Linked DNA regions of Mus musculus: regions 1, 2, 3 and 4 are each linked to region 5. Evidence: chromatin contacts called from public promoter capture Hi-C data. All regions are on one chromosome and are shown on one strand. Each heading gives the region's core, a stretch centred on a gene start, on an enhancer-like site or on the middle of the called end of the contact. The rest is flanking DNA. Distances are from core to core; before and after follow the strand shown.

Region 1 (4,239 bases), core at 1,473-3,972, 930 kb before region 5:
GTTCAGGGTAATTGGATAGGGGTTTGGGCGAGACAGGACGTGGTGTCCTTTAGTGCTTGGCACCATGTTATGGACCCTTCTCTATAAGCCAAGGACAGAGTAAGTCTGGCTTCTGTTTCTGGGTCAGGCAGGATGGATAATCACAGTAGTTTATGAGTAATGCTAAGGAACACTCCCCTGGTACAGAATGGCTTCCCAATTTAGTTTAAATTCTCTGGGCAGCCTGGGCTGTGGGAAGCCACCTGCGGGGCTCTATCCATTACAGTGGCACTCCTAGCCAGGCAGTCTCAGGCAAGGCACACATCCTCCCTGGTCACCTGTTTCCCCTCCTTTGGTTGGGAATAATGACACGTGGTCCACAGGGTCATTAATGAGGGTTAAGTAAAGACAAGTCATAGAGCTAGGGATATGACACAGCTTATTTACTTGTTTACGTCAGCCCGAGCGTCCCTCAGGCACTGGCACTGTCCACAAATGAATATACTTCCGCTTGCTTAAAGGGCCATTTCTGAGCCTTCATTCTTACTGGTGGAGTGGAGGTCAGGTCATACCCCTTGTTATCCTAACATGTCTCTTCCACTACATTTTCATTTTAGCCTTCCAGTTGATTTTATTTACACAGCAGTGGCTTTCTGGGCTCATGTCATGGTGGGTTTTTGTTTGTTTGTTTGTTTGTTTGTTTCTTTTTGTTTTTTTTTCCTTTCTCCCACTGAAAAAGGAAGTTGAATGAGTTTACTAACCGGCATCTTGATGTTCACACATCTGTCCACCAAGCACTCGCCACTAACACAGCCATCCACTCCATACTTAACATGAACTGAGAGCTCTCTATGTGCCGGGCACTGTGCTAGGTGCTGGGGTACCAAGAGGCAGGAGGCACAGGCCCAGCCTCCACGCAACAGAGTGAGGGAGGATAGCTCTTGTAAATAGGAGTGGGCCAGAGGTGTGTGGGGCCCAGCTGTGAGGGGGAGAGAATGTGTGTGAGTTCAGGTGGCAGCCCAGCTCTGAGGAGGCAGCATGAAGTGTTGTCTCCCTTTGGAGTATGATAGCCCAACTTTGTGAATTGTATCGGGCACTTTTAGCCGCACAGAGGCTGAGTCTCCATCCTCAGTCCTATCGTGGGCCACTGACAGACAACTTTGGCTATGAATACCACGGGGAGCTTGGAAGCCTGGTAGTGATTATGTGCTCATGTATTTGGAGAACTCTGGGTCTAACTACGGACAGAGGAATGGCCACGTCCCGTGCTTCCACAGTTGCTAGAATTCCTCAGGCTTGCAAATTGTGTCTTCCCCTGGAGTGGGGGCTGAGGTATTTCCTAGGGGTTGTCAAGGGTTCTGTGCAACAGCGTGATGCACCCAACAGAGTGCCTGGCACATAGAGCCTGGACAGAGAGGTGACGAGAGCAGTCATATGAAGAGTCCAAAGAAGAGAGAGAAAAAACTTCATGCGAGCTTGGATTTGGAGAGGGTTGGTACTTACATCTGACCTTGGGTAGGGTTGATGATCGGGGAATTCAGAATCCTAAAAAAACCAACGAAGCCACAGTGTGGAGACCTGGCTCAAGGACCCAGGCCAGTGGGCCGACACCCCCCTGGGTTTCTTCCTGTCCCCCCAGTCCTATGTGGAACCAACCCTTCCAGCTCTGTGAACTTCCTCCTTTGCAGGATGTATGTGTGGAGAATTAATCACTATGATTTTAAAACCTGCCACACAGGCTGAGCTGAGGCGCAGAAGCAAGAGGCAAACCTACGTTGGCAAAGCTTGGCTTCCGCAACTGTGTCTGCTAGGGCTTAGAGGAGGTCACCTGATGCCGTTTGTGAGACAGAGCCCTATTTTTTGTATTATGTGTGCTTCAATGCACCTGAGTCAAGCTCTCTGAGTCAACTGAGGAGTGGGAGGGCCAGCCAGGCTTGGAGCAGGGAGGATAATGGGATGGTGGGATACCCTTGCACGGCTGACACTACAGGATACTGCTCCTGTGTGTAGAGGCCTCTGGGACAGAAGGCCAAGAGGAAGAGCCCAGCTGCACACTGTTCCAGTTGGTCACATGCTCAACTCACAGCACTTGGGTCTGTCTGCCTCTTTATTCCCAATACTCCACGAGGGCTGATGTGTTTTCAACAAGTTCATCACCCCTGTTATAGACATCTGGACAACCTCTCCAAACCATCTTCCTAGCTGTCAGTCCTGAGGACCATTAGGTAGTGTGTGTGAGGGAAGTACATGAGTCTCACCTCCCTGGGCTCTGTCCTGGGGTCTCTCATGCTGTGGCAGGCACATATGGTCTCTCAGCATCATTTACTGCCCTGCTTCTGTTAAGGGGCCAAACACTTGGGGCTGTGACTTGGTTTTTGACTCAGCCTGTGCAGGCGCCAGGGAGGGTGGTCAAGGGAGAGTACCTGGACCCCGATGGAGGAGCAGCGACTTTTCAGGAGCTCTTCAGCCTTGGATGCCAGGACCGCCTTGTCGATGCTCCGTGTGGAGCTGCTCTGGGTGTCCGCCGCGTGGCGCTGGGCTGCAGCTGTTTCCAGAGCCAAATTCATGGCCTTGTTGCTGTCTAGACTGTCCATGGAGTTGTAGAGGCCGCCACGGCTATCTTGGGGCCAGGGGGACATCCTCTGGGCACGGCTGTCCTGGTAGGCATCCTGTGTCGATTCCGTGCTGCTCTGGGCCGTCACAGAGATCAGAGGCTTGGAGGTGGTCCGTGGAGGCACCGGGGGAGGCGTCTTCTTGTAATTTGTGTAGGAGACAGCTGTAAGAGAAGAAGGCCTAGTCAGGGGAAATCCTCCATTGAGCTGGTCTACAGCTCTGATACGCAGCTCAGTTAGGCTGTTTCTGGGCATCTGGCCCGAAAAAGTCAGGCGAGTGGACAAGATTCTGTTGTATTTAAAGATATCTGTATGGATATATGTGTAACAAAAGGAAAATCATAAAAGCACCTAAAGAATCTAGCATATAAGTTAAAAAATGTGTGTGTGTGTGTGGGTGTGCATGTGTGTGAGTGTGCATGTGTGTGAGTGAACATGTGTGTAAGAAAATGTATGTGCGTGTGTGAATGTATGTGTGAGTGTGCATGTGTGTGTGTGCGCGCATCTGAATGTAAGTATGTGTGAAAATGTATGTGTGTGTGTGTATGTGTGAAACAGAACACTTCTATACCACTGATTTCATGAAGGTCACCATGTTGTGCCAACACCCCTTTTACCACACCAGGTGAGGGAAGCAGGCGGGGTCCCAAATCAGAGACAAACATGAAATGCACACATAGGGAATCACTGGTGTGAGAAACCAGGGCACATTGAAAATGTCAGTCACATTTATTGCACAGTGAGTGACAGTATTTGCAATTTTCTCTCTTCTGATTGTATTTCCTACATTTCTTCATAATGAGTAGCTGTTATTTAACACTCACAAATAAAGTGAAGTGAGCTCACCATGGCAGCACATAATGCCGATGAGTGGGAATGCAGTTTAAAGGGAACGGTGGCAAGAGTCAGGAGAGAAGCTGGTAGAGAGAGAGAGGCCTTTGGTCCTGTGAAGGCTCCACAGATGCCCCAGTGTAGGGGAATCGAGGGCAGGGAGGTGGGAGTGGGTGGGTGGGTGGAGGAACACCCTCATAGAAGCAGGGGGAGGGAGGATGGGATAGGGGGTTTGTGGGAGGGGAGAAACTGGGAAAGGGGATAACATTTGAAATGTAAATAAAGAAAATATCCAATAAATAATAATAATAATAACAATGATAATAATAATAATAATTTAAAAAGAAGCTGGTTGAGAGCTGGGTGTCACAAATCAGGCTAAGTTTTTTTCTGCCACAGAAAAAGTACCTTGAATCCCCCCTTTCCTTTCCTTTTCTTTTATTCACACACACACACACACACACACACACACACACACACACACACACATAATAGAAAAGAGATTTTCTTTGAGTTTTTTTTTTTTGTTGTTAATGTGGATCTATCTAAAGAGAGTTATTAAACTAAAAGCATTCCACATTTTCAGATTCAGAGATGTGCATGGTGAGATTCTTGCTCCACCCACTGCTCTCTGTGTCTCCACCCACTGCTCTCTGTGTCTCCACCCACTGCTCTCTGTGTCTCCACCCACTGCTCTCTGTGTCTCCACCCACTGCTCTCTGTGTCTCCACCCACTGCTCTCTGTGTCTCCACCCTCTGCCGATGTTCACACACTGGCATCTTCCATGGCTACCTTTTACAAACACCCTGAGACTCA
Region 2 (4,017 bases), core at 346-2,845, 950 kb before region 5:
TGTGGGTGTACATGTGCCACAGTGCACTGTGTGGAGGTCAGAGGACGATGTATAGGAATTAGATCTCCCACCATGTAGATCCTGGGACCGGCCTCAGAGCATAAGGCTTGATGGCAAACACCTTTACCCACTGGGCCATCTTGCTGGCCCCATTAGCCGTAACTCAATTTAATGGACTATATCTGTCTAGAAAATTCAGGCCATTATTAGATCTCTAGGGAGCTTGTAAGTCGACACATGCATTGCTGACTTGGACTGCCTTCCAGGGCTCTCCTGAGATGATGTCACCATGCAGCAGGAGCCAAATTCAGACTTAATGCAAATTTTCAGCCTATTTAAGGATGATGAAGCTCCATCAGAAGACCACACCCTCAGACTGCTCCGAAAGGTTTAAATGCAGTCACGCCCTTAGCTCCCTACATGTACCAGGTAAAGTGTATTTGGATAGAAGACAATTGTCATCTTAGCCAGACCTAAGATCTTACCTGTGGGAGATCAGCTAAATACAATCCAAACAGAAGTTGGATGAAAATGAGCCAGGATTTATCCCTGGAGGAAACGAGATTAGAGATGTAGGGATCTTTCCTGGTGTCTCTGAGATGTCTGTGTACCGGAGATAGAGCAAGACACCCACTGCTATTCTCGAACCTAGGATTCCATTCCTGGCCATTTGTGTATGTGCTTGCAATACCCCTCCTCCATCACACACACACACACACACACACACACACACACACACACACACACACACACACAATCTGTTCCTGTATTAAATGTGGAGAAATCCGCTATCATCTGGTACCGGAGCAGGCGCCAGAAGCCTACAAGCTTGGGACCACCGCATCACATGACTGCATTACCTTTCTTTCGGGTGACTCTATTATCTTCCAGTCATTGAGCTTCAGCTGGTGCAGCTCGTCAAACTTCATGCTGACATCTTCCACAGACAGCTGCAGCATATCCCAATAGCCAGCTAGATCCTGTGAGGTGGGTCTTGGCATGGCGCTGGGGTCCTGTGGAAACACAGGGACATTATGGGGGGGGTGTCTATTCTTTCTCCTTTAAGTCACTCAAGGAGAAGCCCCACACGTTTGAAACAAGGCAGGAGATTCTTCCTGACCACCTCAGCCCAGGCACATGCCAGTGGCTTACAAACACGTAGCATATCCCTTTAATGCTTCAACTTGAAAATCCTGGGGGGCGGGTAGAATGTAGCTCAGTGGTACAATACTTGCCTAGCATGTACAGACTCTCTGGGTTCCATCCTTCAAATGGTTTGCAGCTCAAGAAAGCCATAGAGCCATGTGACTTAATCAGATGGGACGGATTGCCCTGTGGGTAGGCCACTAGGATTATGGCCATTTTTTTTTTCATTGTGTTTATTTTGATGGGTCCTAGCTCTAGTTCTGAGGATTAAGCATGACTTCAAAAGGTAATGTGATTTAAGTTTTCTCCCATGGAGAGTCAAGTCAATCTCTTGAAGGAACAAAAGACTCAAGGACACCCCCTCCCACTTAACTCAGCCTGTCCAAGGGGTGCCACTCCACCATCCACAGGCAGAACCTGGGCTTCTTCTCAGCCTAAGACGAACCTCACTTCTGCACAGTGTATGGTCCAATTGGCTCCCTTTTTTTGAATTATTTATTTTATATAAATGAGTACACTGTATCTGTCCTCAGACACACCAGAAGAAGGCATCAGATCCCATTACAGATGGTTGTGAGCCACCATGTGGTTGCTGGGAATTGAACTCGGGACCTCTGGAAGAGGAGTCAGTGCTCTTAACCGTTGAGCCACCATCTCTCCAGCCTGTTTCAATGGGTTCTTACTGTGACAGTTAAGCACCGATTCTGTGTGTGGTTACCTAACTCAGTGTGAGGCTGGCTTATTCTGTAGAGTTACACAATCAACATTTGTCCAAAAGTGCTTACATTGTTCACATTTCATCAGTGGTCTGGGTTGAACATTGTTTGGTTCACAGCTGAGTGAATGCTCACGTGGAAACTATACCCGTTGGGCACCATTGCCTCTTCCCAGTTCACAGGCACTCAAGTAACAGCCTATGTCACCAGGGAGGGTCCTAGGGTAGAAGGTGAACTTTCACAATGTGAAAGTTCCATTTCCTCCTAAGTGGGGTTCAGAGCTGGGCTCTGCTGTTCGAGCCTGTTCTTCCATTGAAACACTAGATGGCGACGTCTGTCCATATGTCTGCCAAGCTAAGGCTGACTCTGGCAGTCCAAGATTTCTGTCTGATTCTGCTTGAGTGTGTGGGAGAGGGATAGCTGCATTATAGCTACATCACAAATTGCCCATGCCTGCACAGCTTGGAGAAACCTAGGAAGAGGTGTCTGTCTTTCCCTAGGGTCATTTCCTAGACTTAAGGATGGGCAAACTTCCTACAAATGTTTACTACCAGCAGTGGCCCCAGCAACCATGAACCACGGCTTTGAGAGCAAATAATATGCTCTGTCTTCCGCCTATGTCTTCTGACACTGCCCTCCAATGAGGGTCTCATAGGTCCCAAAGAGAAACCAAAAGAAAAGAAGATAGCCAACCAGATTTTTTTTTAACTTGCAAGGCTTCAAAGATGTCAGGGTGGGTCATTTCAAGGCCAAATCAGCTCCATCAGGTGCAGAAGAGGGGTGCAATTAAGAGGCTCAAGGGTGAGCTTTGTCCCCCCTGCAGAATGATCTGAACCGAGAGGCCTCAGAGGCTGTCTGGCCACCCTGAGTACAACTACACAGAATAGCATTCCTTATGATCAATCTAATCTTGCATAGGTAGTGCGCAGAGGAAGGCAGAGCCACACATAATGGCCAGACATTTATCTAGTTTCATCTCCCAAGGTCGCACACCTTCCAGATCACCCTTTAAATGTCGACAAAGCTTCATGCCAAAGGTGCCGTGTTATCATGCGAAATGTCCTGATGAACTTTAATGGGCTAACAGGAAAATGTTAGAGAAAACGTTATCCTTAATGACCTGATGAAGGACCTGGGTCCACAGCTCTGAGGGGCCATGTCCGCATATGCAGTAGGACATGCTGTAAGCCCAGTGTCTCCATGTATGCTAACAAGCACAGCGCAGTCAGAACACCTGCTGCCTTTGTGACAGGCCCAGCAGAGCCTTTTACCTTCGTGGAAAATGTTAGGTACTAAATGTCAGGACTGTAAAATCTCCTATAAAGAACTACGGATATAATTCATGATTCTCATGGAGTTATAAATATCTTAGTCAGGAGAAACCAAACAATGTGTGTGTGCAATAAATGGGTATATGCATATGTTAATATATGAAGGTAAGGATGTATGAACATACATGCAGGTATATAAATACACACACACACATATATATACACATAATGCACATATACATACGTATATAGATAGAGATAAGATAGATATAGATTATATAGACATAGAGATGTATAGATATAGATATATAGACATAAGTATAGACATAGGTATAGATATATAGATATAAGTATAGGTATAGGCATAGGTGTAGATATATAGATATAGATATAGATATAAGTATAGGTATAGGCATATGTGTAGATATAGATATATACAGGTGAGTTTCTTCTCTTTTTGACAGGAAGGCCCAGGATCAATGCCAACTGAATTCATAAATCTATCTCAAGACACATTCATTTCTGTCCTCACTATAGGATATGCAAAGGCCAAATGACTTCTAAGATTTCATCTTAGTCTCCTCACACTTATATGCATCTGTGCTCAACATCCCCCGACCCCCAGCTGATTTTCTTTCCTTGTGACCTCGGCCATCACAGCAATTCATTCCCTACCTCTTCTCCTGAGGTTTTTTTCTGGAAGAGAAAGCAAGTAGAGGAAGGTATACAGTCAGACTCTTCCCCCACTTCTGCATGCCCTACTCAGCCCTAACCCCAGCCCAAGCCCCAGCTTCCACCTGGAACCTGGGCCTAAGAGGTGTGAGTTGCCAGGGCCTGAATGTAGATGACTAGGGTATGTGAGTCCCAGGTGGAGTCAGCACCCT
Region 3 (4,329 bases), core at 1,765-4,264, 530 kb after region 5:
AGCTAACTTACTCCCAGATTCAACTCTTCCATACAGCACTTCTTGATATGCTGTGCCAAGGAGGGTCAGGTGGCCCCCTGACAGGCAGCCTCATTACTCACTGAGATCTACATCCATCAGGACACACAGAGACCCTGTGCACATCTGAGGGACAGTGCAGAGTGAGCTCCCCAACCCTCAGGTACACACATCTTCTCTGTGGATCTGACAATAGAAGGAAAACTATGCATATAGGAGCTATCTACCTTTGGCATCAAATGTCCCAGTCGCCGTCGCCATACATTTAGGCCCCACCTTCATGCACAGCATGATTGGCAAATGCTCAGCCCTGTGTACCCATGGCTGCCTATGCATGCTCCACCCTCCGTGTGCACACACAGATGGGAAAATGAAAAACAGACCAAGGAAATATCAGCAAGTGAGATGGGGAGAAGAGGAAAAGGCACATCCAGGAGGCCAGGTGCCCAGGCCTCAAGGAGACAGAGGAAAACCAGGTTGTAAAGTAGCAGCTCCATGCTGGCACGGCCAGATCCAAAGGCTGCAGACAAAGCCCTGGGGAGCACAGCCATGCTGGCCGGAAGTGGGTCCCATTCCATCTGCACCCTGACACTGGGAAAAGGGCCACATTCCCCTTGGTGTGCTCACATTCCACCATCACACATGTGAATACAGCATGCAGAAGCCCCCAGGGACACTGGCCTTTCAGATACCAAAGAGCTACTTCGGTTAGGGTTCTCTGGTTGCTACTCCTCAGGACAAGAGGAAGCCTGGTCACAAGCAGTCTTTCCTATGTCACTACTGCTGGGACTGAGACTGGTTCAAACCCAGTCTTCCAGACCCAAAGTTCCAGCAAGCCACATGACTGCTAACTGGCACATACTGAGGACTGACATCACTTAGAGCCCCCTTCTAGCTTTCAAGCCAATATGGGAGTCCTGTTGATGCGTCTTTGCCTTGCTATAGAACACACAGTCTCCCACACTCTAGACAAGCCTTCGGCCAACAAGCCACACCCAGTACCCAGACCACAAGGTCTTCCAAAACACTCTCCCCTCAAAACACCCTAAGGATTCATTTTGCACCTTAATTTCAGATAAAAGCTGTTCAGTATTATACACTGCGTGATTCTACTAGTTACATACAAAATAAAAAATTTAAACACAAAAGCAAACTACAAATTTAGAAAGGTTCAGGGAAGGTTAGGTAGGCTTTACCATGAAGCTACAGGCAGGGCCCAGAGTGCAAACCAGCAAGGCAGGCACCTCTGTGTTAACAGAGCCATCTCTGTGTCAAAGCTTCCAATACCTAGACACTCTTAATAGCCTCTGGTGAGCAAGTGCCAGGGACACAGCACCTGCCCCCATCACACTTCGCATGCACATAAGGTTTAACTATCACCTCCTATGTTAGAGCCAACCCAGCCATCTCCTCAAACAGTTTAGGGGTCACTTGGAACATGCCCGGCTGAGGATACAGCCTAGGAGTATGCCACATACCCTTAATCCTGGCACTCAGGAGGAGAAAGGAGGAAACGAATCTCCAGGAAGTCAAGACCAGCCTGTTCTACACAAAATGGTTTTCCAGCCAGCCAGTGGCACAGGACACCTCACCTCACAAATACCACCGCCATGAGGGACCTGACAGCCAGCTCCGTGGCTAAGAGCACTTGCTATGCTTGCCGAGGACCCAGGTTTACTTTTCAGTGCCCACGTGGCGACTCACAAGCACCTACAACTCCAGTTCCAGGAGAGATGATGCTGGCATACATGCAGTCCACATAGACAATGCAGCACAACACTCAAACATAGAAAGAAAACCCCCAATGCCCAGAATCCACTGACAAGAGGAGGCAGTGAATGTGCACACCACAGCCAAAGCTGGTGCAGGGGACGACCGGAACACTAGCGATTCGGTATGACTGCTTTCCCTATACAAAGCCTGACTGCATTGCAGAGATGCCCCAACAACAGGGGCAAAAAGCACAGCCAAGAATTCTGTTTAGGGATAAGAGACATCTAGGAACACCTGCCGATGCCTGTGAGACTGAGAGGGACTGGAGGGATAGCTAGGGACACCTGTGAAATGCTGCAGAGGGGTTTGGTGATAAAGGCAATTGTCACGACGCCTAACCACCAAGTCTGTTCCCCAGAACACACATGACGGAGGAAAAGAAACTCCTGCAAGTTGTCCTCTGACCTCCACATGAGTGTCCACTTAATATGTAAAAACAGAACAAAAATAAAATATATTCTAAAAAATGTTAAGCTACAGAGTCCTAAGGCCCAATGATTATTTGAGGGTTGTCAGGCCATCCATCCTCAGAAGACACAAGACTGGCGGGTGACAGACACTGTGGAGAAGGCAGCACGTGGGCAAGGTAGCTTCCCAGGAGAAGCTAGAGCATTTACCCAGCCAAGGCTGGGGGAGGGAAGCCCAGGACAAAGTCCCTGGATGAAAGACAAGAATCCATCCACTACTAGGTAGCTGTGTTAAAACACCACTGGCTGAAGCCCCAGTTACAGGTAAGTCCACTGCAGGCACACTGAGGGGGGCTCTATGGGAGCGCCTCATCTTTGATGCATTATTCGATGGAGAAAGGGCACAGAGCTGGCAACTGAAGCCATGGAGCAGGACAGTGCTCAGGCCATGTGTACAGGGGCCTCAGACACTCCGACATAGAAAGCACACTGGAGACAGTAAGACTGCACACTGTGTGCAACGAAAGCAGTGCACATTGTCAGAAATCAGATGCACCCTGAGAAGAAAGTCACTCCTACAAGGAGCCTCCTACACTCACCACGCGGTGGCCCCAGCATGGTCCACAGCAGCATGGCCCACACCCAGCCCATCCACAGACCTGACACTCACGCTTCTTACCACTTACCACTTGCTGTGTGATATTGACATTGGACTGTCCGAAGGTTTTTGGCAAAAGCTGCTTCCCAAGTGTGTTGACTGTGGACGGGTGGACGGCTACAAGAGATACCACACCTGGAACACAACAACACGGGTTAAGGGTCAAACTGCTTCTCTGAGCTGAGGTTAGAGAGGCAGTTCCAGGAAGCTGGTGTGTCTATCAAGAACTCACCTTCCCTAGTTTTGATTTACAGACCTATGGCTCAGTCACACGTGTCCCATCCCCAAATTTGGTCCTGGGCCCTCTAGTTCCCTCTTTGGGGCACTGGCTAAAGAAGGCACTGGGCCTGGGACCAGGGTCCACTTTATAGTACACTCATCAGACTTGCCATTGCACCTCCCCAGTGGCTGTCTACAGGATAAAATGGCCATTTCTTTGCTTTAATGTGGCAAAACAAAATGGAACACCTAACGAGTTTTCCTAACACAAAGACTGACACACAGAATCCCCAGGGAAGGCTGACTTTTCAGCTATAAAAGAAAAATCAGAACATGACCTGAAGCTAACTCTCACCTTAAAAAGTGTCTCACTCAATATAAAACATATTATAAAGACCTTTCAAAGGAAAATGCTTTTAAATATAGTTGTATAGACACTATGAATTGGTAAGATTCAGAGAAAGATCCCAAAATACTGCATCCATAGTTTCCAATTGTAAACCACATCCTCACTCTCTGCAGACTTAAGGTGGCAAATTATGAAATTGTAAAACCTGGAGTTTGCCTCACCCAACCTTAGCCAAAAGATCCGCAAGTGAGACTTCCTAGATTTTTTGCTTTATTTTTATTGTTTTGGTTTTTGGTGTGTGCACTATTGATAAAACCCAGAGCCTCACTCATGCCAAGCAAGCACACCTTCTAAAGATAAGAATGGTTTTAAGTAAATGGCCTCATTACCAAAAAAACCATACAGGATCAATCCAGTCCCCACCAAAACACCAACAGCACCCTGTACAGAGCTAGAAATGCAGTTGCTACAAGGAACCCCAACAGCCAGAGTAGCCCACACAGTAACAAAGGAGCCCTAAGCAGAAGGCAGTGCTAAAGGAGCGGCCATACAGTAACAAAGGCAGGTGTACAGATTGATGGATTACAACAGAAGGCCAAGAGACAAATCCAAGGGGCTACAGACATTTGATTTTCAACAACAACAACAACGCCAAAATGCTACACTCTAGAAAAGGCAGCTCTCCAAAGGTGCTGTGATAAATGCGTCTGGATGTACCCAGGAATGAAACTGAATGATTCTGCACTAAGTTAACTCAGAGTGTACTAACCACCTTAGCGTAAGTGAACTCAGAGTGTACTAACCACCTTAGCGTAAGTTAACTCAGAGTGTACTAACCACCTTTGCGTAAGTTAACTCCGAGTGTACTAACCACCTTAGCGTAAGTGAACTCAGAGTGTACTAAC
Region 4 (4,403 bases), core at 472-2,971, 730 kb after region 5:
ATCCTACATACTAGTTTCAGTTCACACTAGTCTGTTGTCTATTAAGCACTTAAGCAGCTTGGAGGTGATAGCAATTAATGTAGGAACAATTAACAATCCCATCGTTACAGAGGTTTTTTTTTAAGATAAAATTATTTTTGAAGTCACACAACCAAGATCCTGTCTAAGTTGTTAAAGTCCCTTTGTGAAAGCTGGGACAATTTATGGCACAGGGGCACTCAATCAGGGTCACAGACTTTCCCTCTCCACTTAGATTTTGCTTTGAAACAGTGTCTCACTTTGTAGCCCAGGTTGGCCTCCGATTCACAGAAAGTCTCCCACATAAGCCTGCTAAGTGCTTAGATTACAAACTCAGGCTGACCCAACCTTAAAATTCCCCTGCCTCAGCCTCCACGGTCTAACAAGTGTGAGCCACCACTGATTAGTTTAGTTTATTCATTCATTCGTTTATTTATTTCATTTTTGCAACAGGGTCTCCGGTCCTGGCTGTCTTAGAACTCATTATATAGACCAGAATGGCTTGTTAAAGAGATCGTCCTGACACTAGCTCAGGATTAAAGGTATAAACCACTATGCAAGCCACAAGGTAGTTTGAAAAACATGAAGAGGCCTAACCTGGCTGTCCTTTGGATTTTATCCCAATCAGCATTTAGGAAGCAGAGACTACGAGAACCTGAACCTGTGAGTTTCAGGCCAGCGTGGTGGTGAGACACCCCTCCCCCCATTTTAAAAGTATAAAACAGTCTAAGGGTTTAAGTCGTTTTTGGCTGTGCTGGAGATTGAACTCCAGCTAGTTACCAAGCCATTCTGACACAACAGAACTTGTTTCGGCAACTCGTATATTAGCTACAACTCCTGAACCGTGAAGGGTCACAGGTCCCCTTAGCAAGGCTTCTGGGTTAAGACCGCCGAGTAAGCGCACCTCTCACGGACCAGAGAGTTCACACAAGTAGCAAAATAAAAGAAAGGGTAAACGAATTCCATAAAGTCACAGTCACAGAATTTGGGGGTGTGAGCCTCTGTGCCCAGGAGATTTGGCCAGCCACCTCTCTCCCGTCCTGAAGATGCTGGCACCGCAGCGAAACGCTCCGCGTTGCCGGGATACAGCGGCGAGGAAGGGCACCCGGCACCCCAGGCAGGGTCCGAGGCAGCACCCAGTCCTCTCACAAGGCAGCTCAGAGCCAGCAGCACTGCCTGGCAGGAACTCCAGCCCAGCTCCTTCCAGAGCGGCTCAGACTGGGCTCCCAACCCGCACCTACGTCCTTAGGCCCGCACGGGCTCCCAGGCGGCGAGCGCCACTGCGGAGCGGGCGGGCCGGCTCGAGGCCTTCTTGACGCCCGCGGCTCCGGGCGCCCCGTCCCCGCCCGGCCTGCCGCTCTGTTCCCGTCCGTCCCGAGACACCGACCCCGCCCGGCCCTCCTTCTCTCTCCCTCCCTCTCGGGCTCACCCAGCAGCAGCAGGAGCAGCGGCCGCCGGGCGCCGGGGGCCGCCATGGCGCGACGCAGCCGAGGCCGGAGGACGGCGGTTGCGCGGGCGGCGAGGCCGGCGGGAGGGCGCGTCCACCGACTCGAGAGGCCCCGCAGCTGCGGCGCCGGCACGGAGAGGACCCTGCGGCCGGCAGCGCCTGTCACGTGAGCAGTGCCGCGCCCGCCGGTCACGTGAGCCGAGGGTCTCGCGAGAGCCCGTGGACCGCCAGCTTACTCCTCACTTCTTCGGGAGGCTCCGTTCCGCACGTGATGTGGTCACGTGCCAGTCGGCATCACGTGGGCGCTGGACCACGTGATATCTTGCCCTCTCCCCACCCCCTTCCCCCCCCCCCCCCCACGGCCTTTCTCCCGAGTGTCCCGAAATGGAAAGTAGGTTGTGGCTTTGAGTAAGGGAAGGAGAAACGCTGTCGGAGAAAGTGAAGATGGAAACAGGAAGCCATGAAGGCTGGACTGAGCCCCGTAGGCCAGCTACATGCCACAGTTCAGGTCCAAGCCCCTGAAGGCCTGCAGCCCAGTGGTAGTCTTGGTTGAGAGCCATGTCTAGGTCAATACCAGTGTTTACATCCCAGGACAGTGTGCATATCCATTTCGAGGTGGGTATTCCCATCTAGACCCGTGCCCCAGGCCCAGGCTGACCTCCACTTTCAGGCTCACATACTAGTGTCTAGGGTCAGCCCCGAATGTGTCCCATTCGGTGATCCAGGCAGAGGACAGTCCTTTAGGATACGTAGATGGTGGGAGATGTGGAAAAGATACTTTTTAAGAGATAGGATTTCAGAATATATCTTTAGCCGGCCTCAAACTCAGAGATCAGCCCGCCTCTGCTTCCTGAGTGCTCAGATGATGTGTGTGGGCGCAGTGTTCTTGACCATTCCTGGCTGCTTAAGGGCATGTGGATGGTCATCTTACCTGAGATGACTATTTCCATGAAGAGTTCAATACTAAAGTATTTTCCTCTTTTGTGAATGTCACACTCAAAACTCGAGGATTGGTTTGATGTTTGGGGACATGGCGTCACCCTAAAGCCCAGGTTGACCTGGAACTCGCATGGACCAGGCTGGCCCCACACTCTGGGCAATCATCCTGTCAGGAGCGCAGAGATTACAGGTGTGTGCCACCATGGCATGAATAATCTGAGCTTTTATGTTATTATATTGTTTTGGAGACAGGGTCTCTCTATATAACCCTGGCAATCCTAGAACTCATTACTTAGACAGGTTGGCCTCAGACTCAAGAGATCAGCCTGCCTCTGCCTTCAGAGTGCTGGGACTAAAGGCCGGAGACCACCAGATCTACCTTGAAGTCCTCAAGTTTTAGCTTGAGGATTCCTCCTGTTAACAGATTTTTCATTCAAGCTGAGTTCTTCCTCCTCAGAATTGTAGACCCAGTAACAAAACTTAAAAGCTGTTTATGTAGTGGACTAGTTTATTCTGTGACCGGAGAATAAGAGTGGTTGGAGAGATGGCTCATTTGTGTAGGACCTTGGTTCCAGTCCCATCACTCACATGGTTCACAACTATCCAGTTCCGGGGAGCCTGATGCCCTCTCCTGACTTCTGAGGGCACACCACACCTGCCTATGATGCACAGGCCTACCCTATATTCAAGCAAAACTCTCATGCACAAAATAAAGTGAAATTTTAAAAAGAAACTGGGAGAAATGGGTCAAAGATCACTTTCTAAAGGAGGGGGGTCTTTTTAAGATGGATATAACGGTGTGGGTGTGCATCCCTTTAATCCAGGACTTGGGAGGCAGAGGCAGGTGGACCTCTGCGTTCTAAGCCAGCCAGGGTTACAGACTGTCAAAAACAGGGAGTGGAGGAGCAAGGCAGAAAATTAGAAGGAGGTATGGGGGCACAAGCTTGCAATCACAAGACTCTGCTTACTTCTCCATTGATGTGATAAAACTCTATGATCTAGGCAGCTTAGAGAGGACTCATCTGGGGCCAGAGAGTTAGGAGTCCATTGTCATCCCTGTGGGGAGCATGGTGGTAGGGAAGCAGCTGAGAGGGTGCATTTTGATCCACAACAGGAAGCAAAGAGAATGCTGGGATGGCTTCCTTGTGACGCTGTCTATCAGCAGTCCTGTAGCAATGTTGTCAGTACACAGTTTCTGGCTTTGGAGTGTTCTCTGAATTAGAGAACTAATTTTGGGCACAATCCGAGGACTTCTAAGATGTTTGTTTCTCCTAAACATTCTGATATAAAAAACCCTTCCAATTAATTTTTTGAACAGAAACAAGAGCCTCCTACTGAGTTGTGCTTTCCGGCCCCAAGTGCCTTTTAATTTTGCCACTATTGGTGACGGACAGAACTCCTGAAGCATCTCCAGTACTCCTGCAGCTAAGATGTAGATATTGGCCAGAGAACATTCGAGGTAGAACATGGCCCCATGAATGCAGGGGCAGTGCTCGATGAGCACGGGAGGAGGAGCTGGCCCTGCCTGGTCCTCACTGGTGGAGTCTGTGTCTCCAGTTTTATTCCTGGTTGTTCCACATTTGGGGCTTGGCCTACTTTCTTCTGTATCCTTCTTGGCGAGCCTGTAAGTTGCGCTGAGGCCTGCCAACCCATCATTTTTCTGTTTATAGCACATGTGGACAGTCTGGTGTGTACAAGTTGAGTCCTCACCCAACGTGACACTGACTTCAGTGACACTGACAGAAGAACAGGGCATAGAGGCGAGAGGCTTAGCAAACGTGTTTTCAGAGAATAAGGAATTTTGTTAAAGCACTACAGTGAGTTTATATTGCTTTTCTCTTTGAAGCTTTAGTATTTTATATGTACGGGTGTCTTGCCTGCATGTGTGTCTGTGTACCACTTGTATGTGGGTGCCCACAGGGCCAGAGGTATCAGGTCCCCTCCCCCGAGCTGGAGTTAAAGGCTATTTTGAGCCATACAGTGTGGTGCTATGAAGGGA
Region 5 (4,190 bases), core at 812-3,311:
GATTGGCTACTAGAATATATTCTTTGAAATAGAATTGTTGGTCTCCAAAGTACCCTGAAATGTAATTGGATTAAGATTTTAAATAATCCCGAAGTCCTGAGTTCAATTCCCAGCAACCACATGGCAGCTCACAATCATCTATGATGGGATCCGATGCCCTCTTCTGGCATGCAGGTGTATGTACAGATAGAGTACTCAAACATTAAATAAATAAATAAATAAATAAGGCAAGAAGATCAGGAAGAGAAGTAAACACCATAATTCAGGGGTGGCTAATGTCACTAAATGTTGACTGAGACGGGAATAACCAACTGTCAGTCTCCACTTCTTGTATTGATTCGCAGATGTGTCCTCATTTAAACTGCTATGGAGGCGCTGGCCTGGGTGTCTGCTTACACAAGATGCAATAGGCTTTCTGTCCTTGTAGAAGAAGACATTTCATCCTTTTTAGTTTACAGGACAATTATCCATCTTTTTGTCTTTTTTTTTTTCAGTAAAATTATGTTGCTCAAAAAGGAGCAAGTACGTTGTATAAGCATGTCTTGTCTGGGAAGATGGATTTGTAGTTTCTAAGTCATGGCAGTGCGTGCTATTTTTAAAGCTTGTTATCATTCGGTGCAGATTTCTCTTTCAGTCAGAGTGTGGTGGCTCACACGTGTAATCTCTGCACTTGGAAAGCTGAAACAGACAGGAAGATCTCGATTTCTAATTGAACTTGGGCTGTCTAGCAAGACTCCTGTTCAAAACAAAATTGGAAGGTAAGTAAACATTTCTGATTCCTTTCCCCAAGCTGCTGTGGGAATAGCAATCATGCAGTGGGAAGCAAGTATCTCCTGAGAACAGGTTAGTCAAACGCGCGCTTGTGTGTGTGCGTGTGTGAAATCTATTTGTGTGTGTGTGTGTGAACGTGTGTGAATGTGTATGGGTGAATGTGTGTGTATATGTGTGAGAAATGTATGTGTGAATGTGTGTGTGAGAAATATATGTGTGAACGTGTGTGAATGTGCGCGCGCGAATGTGTTGTGTGTGAACGCTCATTTGTATGTGTATATGTGTGACAAATGTGTGTATCTGTGAATGTGTATGTGTGAATGTGTGAATGTGTATGTGTGCATGTGTGTGTGTGTGTGTGTGTGTGTGTGTGTGTGTGTGTATGTGAATGTACCTAAATACAATCTGCTCAGTCTATACAATGTTACTTGCATGTGTAGGGCTTCCAGGGCAGACCATTGGGTACTGAATAACCAACCACTGAATACTGGATAACCAACCACTGGGTACTGGATAACCAACGGTACTCTTCCTTGGGGAAGGCTATCTCTCCCACTCTCAGCAATCCTTAGTTGCCTATAGTTCTGTGTGTAGGGTTGAGGCTTTGTGAGCCAATTAGCATGTCTACTGGTATCATCTTTGTCCAGCTCCTGTTCCAGTAGTCATGTGGGCAAAACTTTTTAGCTGTAGCCTCTGACACTCCTAAGAGAAACGGAAAACGGAGAATTATTCAACAAAGTCACATTACTGACTTGGAGCACTGGCTTTTGACTCTAAGTTCCTAACACCACCTTGTTTTTGTGGTGGCACGTTGTTTTGCTCCTTTATCCTGGTTCCTTGCAGATTGACTTTAAAGACGATCATTAAATCAAAGCAGCATGTCTCCAGGCTGCTGGGTTATCATTTCAGATCATTTCAGGTTGCTGAAGTCCCTCATTAAGGGATGCTGTAGTGCGGGTGCAGCCTGCAATCTGGAAAACCCTGTGATTGGGTAGAGAGAAAAGTGATGGAGCCCATCGGCTGTGACTGTGTGACACCCGGGTGGGCTCTATGTGTCATTTCACAATGCAGTAGGAAAGCCCCGTGTGGCTGGGATGGCTCAGTGCCCAATCAGGCCTAAGGCTCGAAACCAGCACTAGAGGTCAGAAAGAGCTGTAGAGCCTGCGGTCCCGCACAACAACGCAGGTGGGCGTGCCGTCCGGCGCTGCCCCTGCGCCGCCCCGCCCCCTCGGTCGCCGCGCCGCCCCACGCCGATTGGCTTGTCCGCAGCCCGTCGGCCGTCACGTGCCGGAGCGTCCCAGGCGCCTGGCTGTGGGCGGCCGGGCATGGACCCTCAGGCAGCCACCGGTCGGGGCCCGGGCGAGCGGAGTTCGCAGGAGGCCCCCAGCGCGGAGGTGAGCGCGACGGGGTGGGGGACGCGGGCATCCGCGACCACCCAGGCGGGAAACCGCGGGGTTCACGCGCTGCCGGGAGGCCGCTCACCCGGGAAACGCCGGGGCCGCGCGAGTGCACGCAGAGAGCCTGGCCGGTAACGGCAGTGGGCGCGGGAACGCGCGCGGACCCGAGCCCTAGGCTGTGGCTGGCGCTGAAGGGAGAGGGACACTGGGGCTGCTGGGGAGCATCTGCGGGAGTGAATGCAGGGAACGCGGAGCTGGCTTCCCGGAGCCGGCTGCCCTGAGCCCGCTCCAGCCGCAGGGGGCTGGGTCAGGTGGGAGCTGCGAGGAAACGGATTTTTTTTTTCTCACCTTGAGGACCTCTGGCCATTGGTGGGGATGTGTAGCTGACCTTGGACGCCAGATGTCACCCGTGCTTTTTCCCATTTGATGAAACGAATGGTCCCCTTGTGACACGGGTTTTCAGAAACTTGTTTTTAAGTGCGCGCCATACAGCCTTTCCCCATGACCTGCCCGTATTGCATCCACCTACTGCGAGCTTCTTGACTGTAGACATCCTGTTTCCCAGAAGCCGCACCTATGCCTGGTGTATCCTAATTGGATGAATGAATAGAACGCTTACCAGAGCCTCAGTGATGGTACTTGAAGCTGCTATTCAAGTACCAATAGATTTGCAAAGAAAATCACTTTTGCAAAATAGGAGAGTGATGTTGTTAGGGCGGATCTGGAAAGGATGTTCTTGGGTGAGAGGGTAGGCCCAGCAAAGGTCTGGATATGAGAAAGGGCAAGGCAAATGGCCTTGGAGCTTGGGTCGGAGAGCAGGCTTCTTACAGAAAGGAACGTGAGAGTCAATATGAATGGCATTGCTGGTCTGTGATGGCAGTGGAGGGCTCGCGAAGCTTTTAAGTGGAAGGGTGAGCAGGAGTAGGGAGATAGGCGTGAGGTTCAAGTAAGAGGTCCAGCACCATAGGGGGCAGCAGTGGTCTGTGGTTATCACGGACTACAGGAGATAGAGTCATTAAAGCTCAGGGGTGACTAGATAATGAACGGTAATTAGGGTGAGTGCTAAGTACAGTTTATTTACATGCAGGATGAAGGCTGGAAAGACAGCCATGGTGGTCTTACAGAGTTTGGCTTGGCTCTTAGCACCCACAACAGATGTCTCAGCCCTCTGCAACTCCCTCTCCAGGGGATCCTCCTGGTATATTCACACACACACAAATATACACAAATAAAATAAATATTGCAATTTAAGTCAAAGAAGTGTTACTTCTTGCAGTCTAACAGGTGGTTTTGTTATTATTGTTGGCTTTATTGTAATATTTTTGAGACAGGGTCTCATGTAGCCCAGGAGCTGGGCTCACTCTGTGGCCAGGACTTCTGATCCTCCTGCACCTATCTCCTAAATGCTCAGATTACAGAGTGGCCCACCATGCCTGGTTTTATGTAGTGTTGGAAAAATCAGTGTGTAGCTTTGTGTACACTAGGCAGACACTTGACCAACTGAGCTACGTCTCCAACATATGTTAGATGTTTTATAAATATCCTCCATCATACGACCCCTGCCAGATCAGAACAGCCATTCCAGTATCTAAAGGTCACAGCCTACGTGCATGGTGGGGCAACAACTGACATCAGCCTGATCATCCAAGCCCTGGACATTACTGTTTCCACTGCAGAGAGACCTTGGGGGGAGTAAAGTTTGGGGAACTTTGAGGCAACAGGCCGCAAAATTACCTGGTTGGCATTGGGGGGGGGGCGGGGTTAGGTATTCTTTCCAGTGTGTAGAACTCAGGCTGCTTCTCCCGTGGACCGCTGTGGAATGGCTGTGTTGGAAGGAGTTGTTAGACATAAAGACCTGAGAAGGGCAAAGGTGTGCAGAGAAGTTGCAGGTTCAGGAGACAACTATCAATCCTGGCCAGGAAAAAAGAGAAGTTAGAGCAGTTAAAGTGTTTTTGGACTTAGAGGAAAGAGTTTACACACAGACTTGAGGTTACAAGCCGAGACCAGGGAGCTGTCCCATCT

What was found. Promoter capture Hi-C pulls out the DNA fragments that hold promoters and counts their contacts.
Region 1: a contact with region 5 is called in a promoter capture Hi-C map of cranial neural crest, with 5 times the contacts expected there. The contact joins the enhancer-like site here to the promoter of Coprs in region 5. A contact is called at or near these places in 8 of 39 promoter capture datasets (cranial neural crest, embryonic stem cells, frontonasal cranial neural crest and 4 more), 7 of 115 datasets of contacts at active chromatin or transcription factors (bone marrow-derived macrophages, craniofacial prominence, embryonic basal ganglia and 4 more) and 1 of 9 other capture datasets (macrophages).
Region 2: a promoter capture Hi-C map of liver shows a contact between it and region 5. The contact joins the enhancer-like site here to the promoter of Coprs in region 5. A contact is called at or near these places in 21 of 39 promoter capture datasets (the 3T3-L1 cell line, 3T3-L1-derived adipocytes, the C10 cell line and 12 more), 2 of 15 datasets of contacts at CTCF or cohesin (pro-B cells and stem cell-derived epiblast-like cells), 3 of 484 Hi-C or Micro-C datasets (the Ba/F3 cell line, the HPC-7 cell line and the N1E-115 cell line), 10 of 115 datasets of contacts at active chromatin or transcription factors (the NIH/3T3 cell line, bone marrow-derived macrophages, craniofacial prominence and 6 more) and 2 of 9 other capture datasets (embryonic stem cells and macrophages).
Region 3: a contact with region 5 is called in a promoter capture Hi-C map of liver, with 2.4 times the contacts expected there. The contact joins the enhancer-like site here to the promoter of Coprs in region 5. A contact is called at or near these places in 6 of 39 promoter capture datasets (the 3T3-L1 cell line, embryonic stem cells, hippocampal neurons and 2 more), 1 of 115 datasets of contacts at active chromatin or transcription factors (embryonic stem cells) and 2 of 9 other capture datasets (adipose tissue and liver).
Region 4: a promoter capture Hi-C map of pre-B cells shows a contact between it and region 5, with 2.8 times the contacts expected there. The contact joins the promoter of Lamp1 here to the promoter of Coprs in region 5.

What each region holds. Positions count from the first base shown.
Region 1 is chr8:14,820,859-14,825,097 of GRCm38.p6, reverse strand. It overlaps Dlgap2 (DLG associated protein 2), which reads right to left. Exons shown (of 16, transcript NM_172910.3): 10 at 2,403-2,755; 11 at 1,483-1,524. Among named protein-coding and RNA genes, the nearest start is that of C030037F17Rik, 57 kb to the right of the region's middle. Within about 2 kb of position 2,722, at least 7 of the 459 cell types and tissues checked have an H3K27ac peak or open chromatin away from gene starts, as enhancers often do.
Region 2 is chr8:14,840,494-14,844,510 of GRCm38.p6, reverse strand. It overlaps Dlgap2 (DLG associated protein 2), which reads right to left. Exons shown (of 16, transcript NM_172910.3): 15 at 861-1,013. Among named protein-coding and RNA genes, the nearest start is that of Cln8, 46 kb to the left of the region's middle. Within about 2 kb of position 1,595, at least 22 of the 459 cell types and tissues checked have an H3K27ac peak or open chromatin away from gene starts, as enhancers often do. A contact at or near this core is called in liver, where this site is marked.
Region 3 is chr8:13,363,751-13,368,079 of GRCm38.p6, reverse strand. It overlaps Tfdp1 (transcription factor Dp 1), which reads right to left. Exons shown (of 12, transcript NM_001291765.1): 4 at 2,885-2,991. Among named protein-coding and RNA genes, the nearest start is that of Tfdp1, 27 kb to the right of the region's middle. Within about 2 kb of position 3,014, at least 6 of the 459 cell types and tissues checked have an H3K27ac peak or open chromatin away from gene starts, as enhancers often do. A contact at or near this core is called in liver, where this site is marked.
Region 4 is chr8:13,156,479-13,160,881 of GRCm38.p6, reverse strand. It overlaps Lamp1 (lysosomal-associated membrane protein 1), which reads right to left and starts at 1,721. Exons shown (of 9, transcript NM_010684.3): 1 at 1,448-1,721. The coding sequence starts at 1,493.
Region 5 is chr8:13,888,142-13,892,331 of GRCm38.p6, reverse strand. Coprs (coordinator of PRMT5, differentiation stimulator) reads left to right here and starts at 2,061. Exons shown (of 4, transcript NM_025556.3): 1 at 2,061-2,165. The coding sequence starts at 2,097.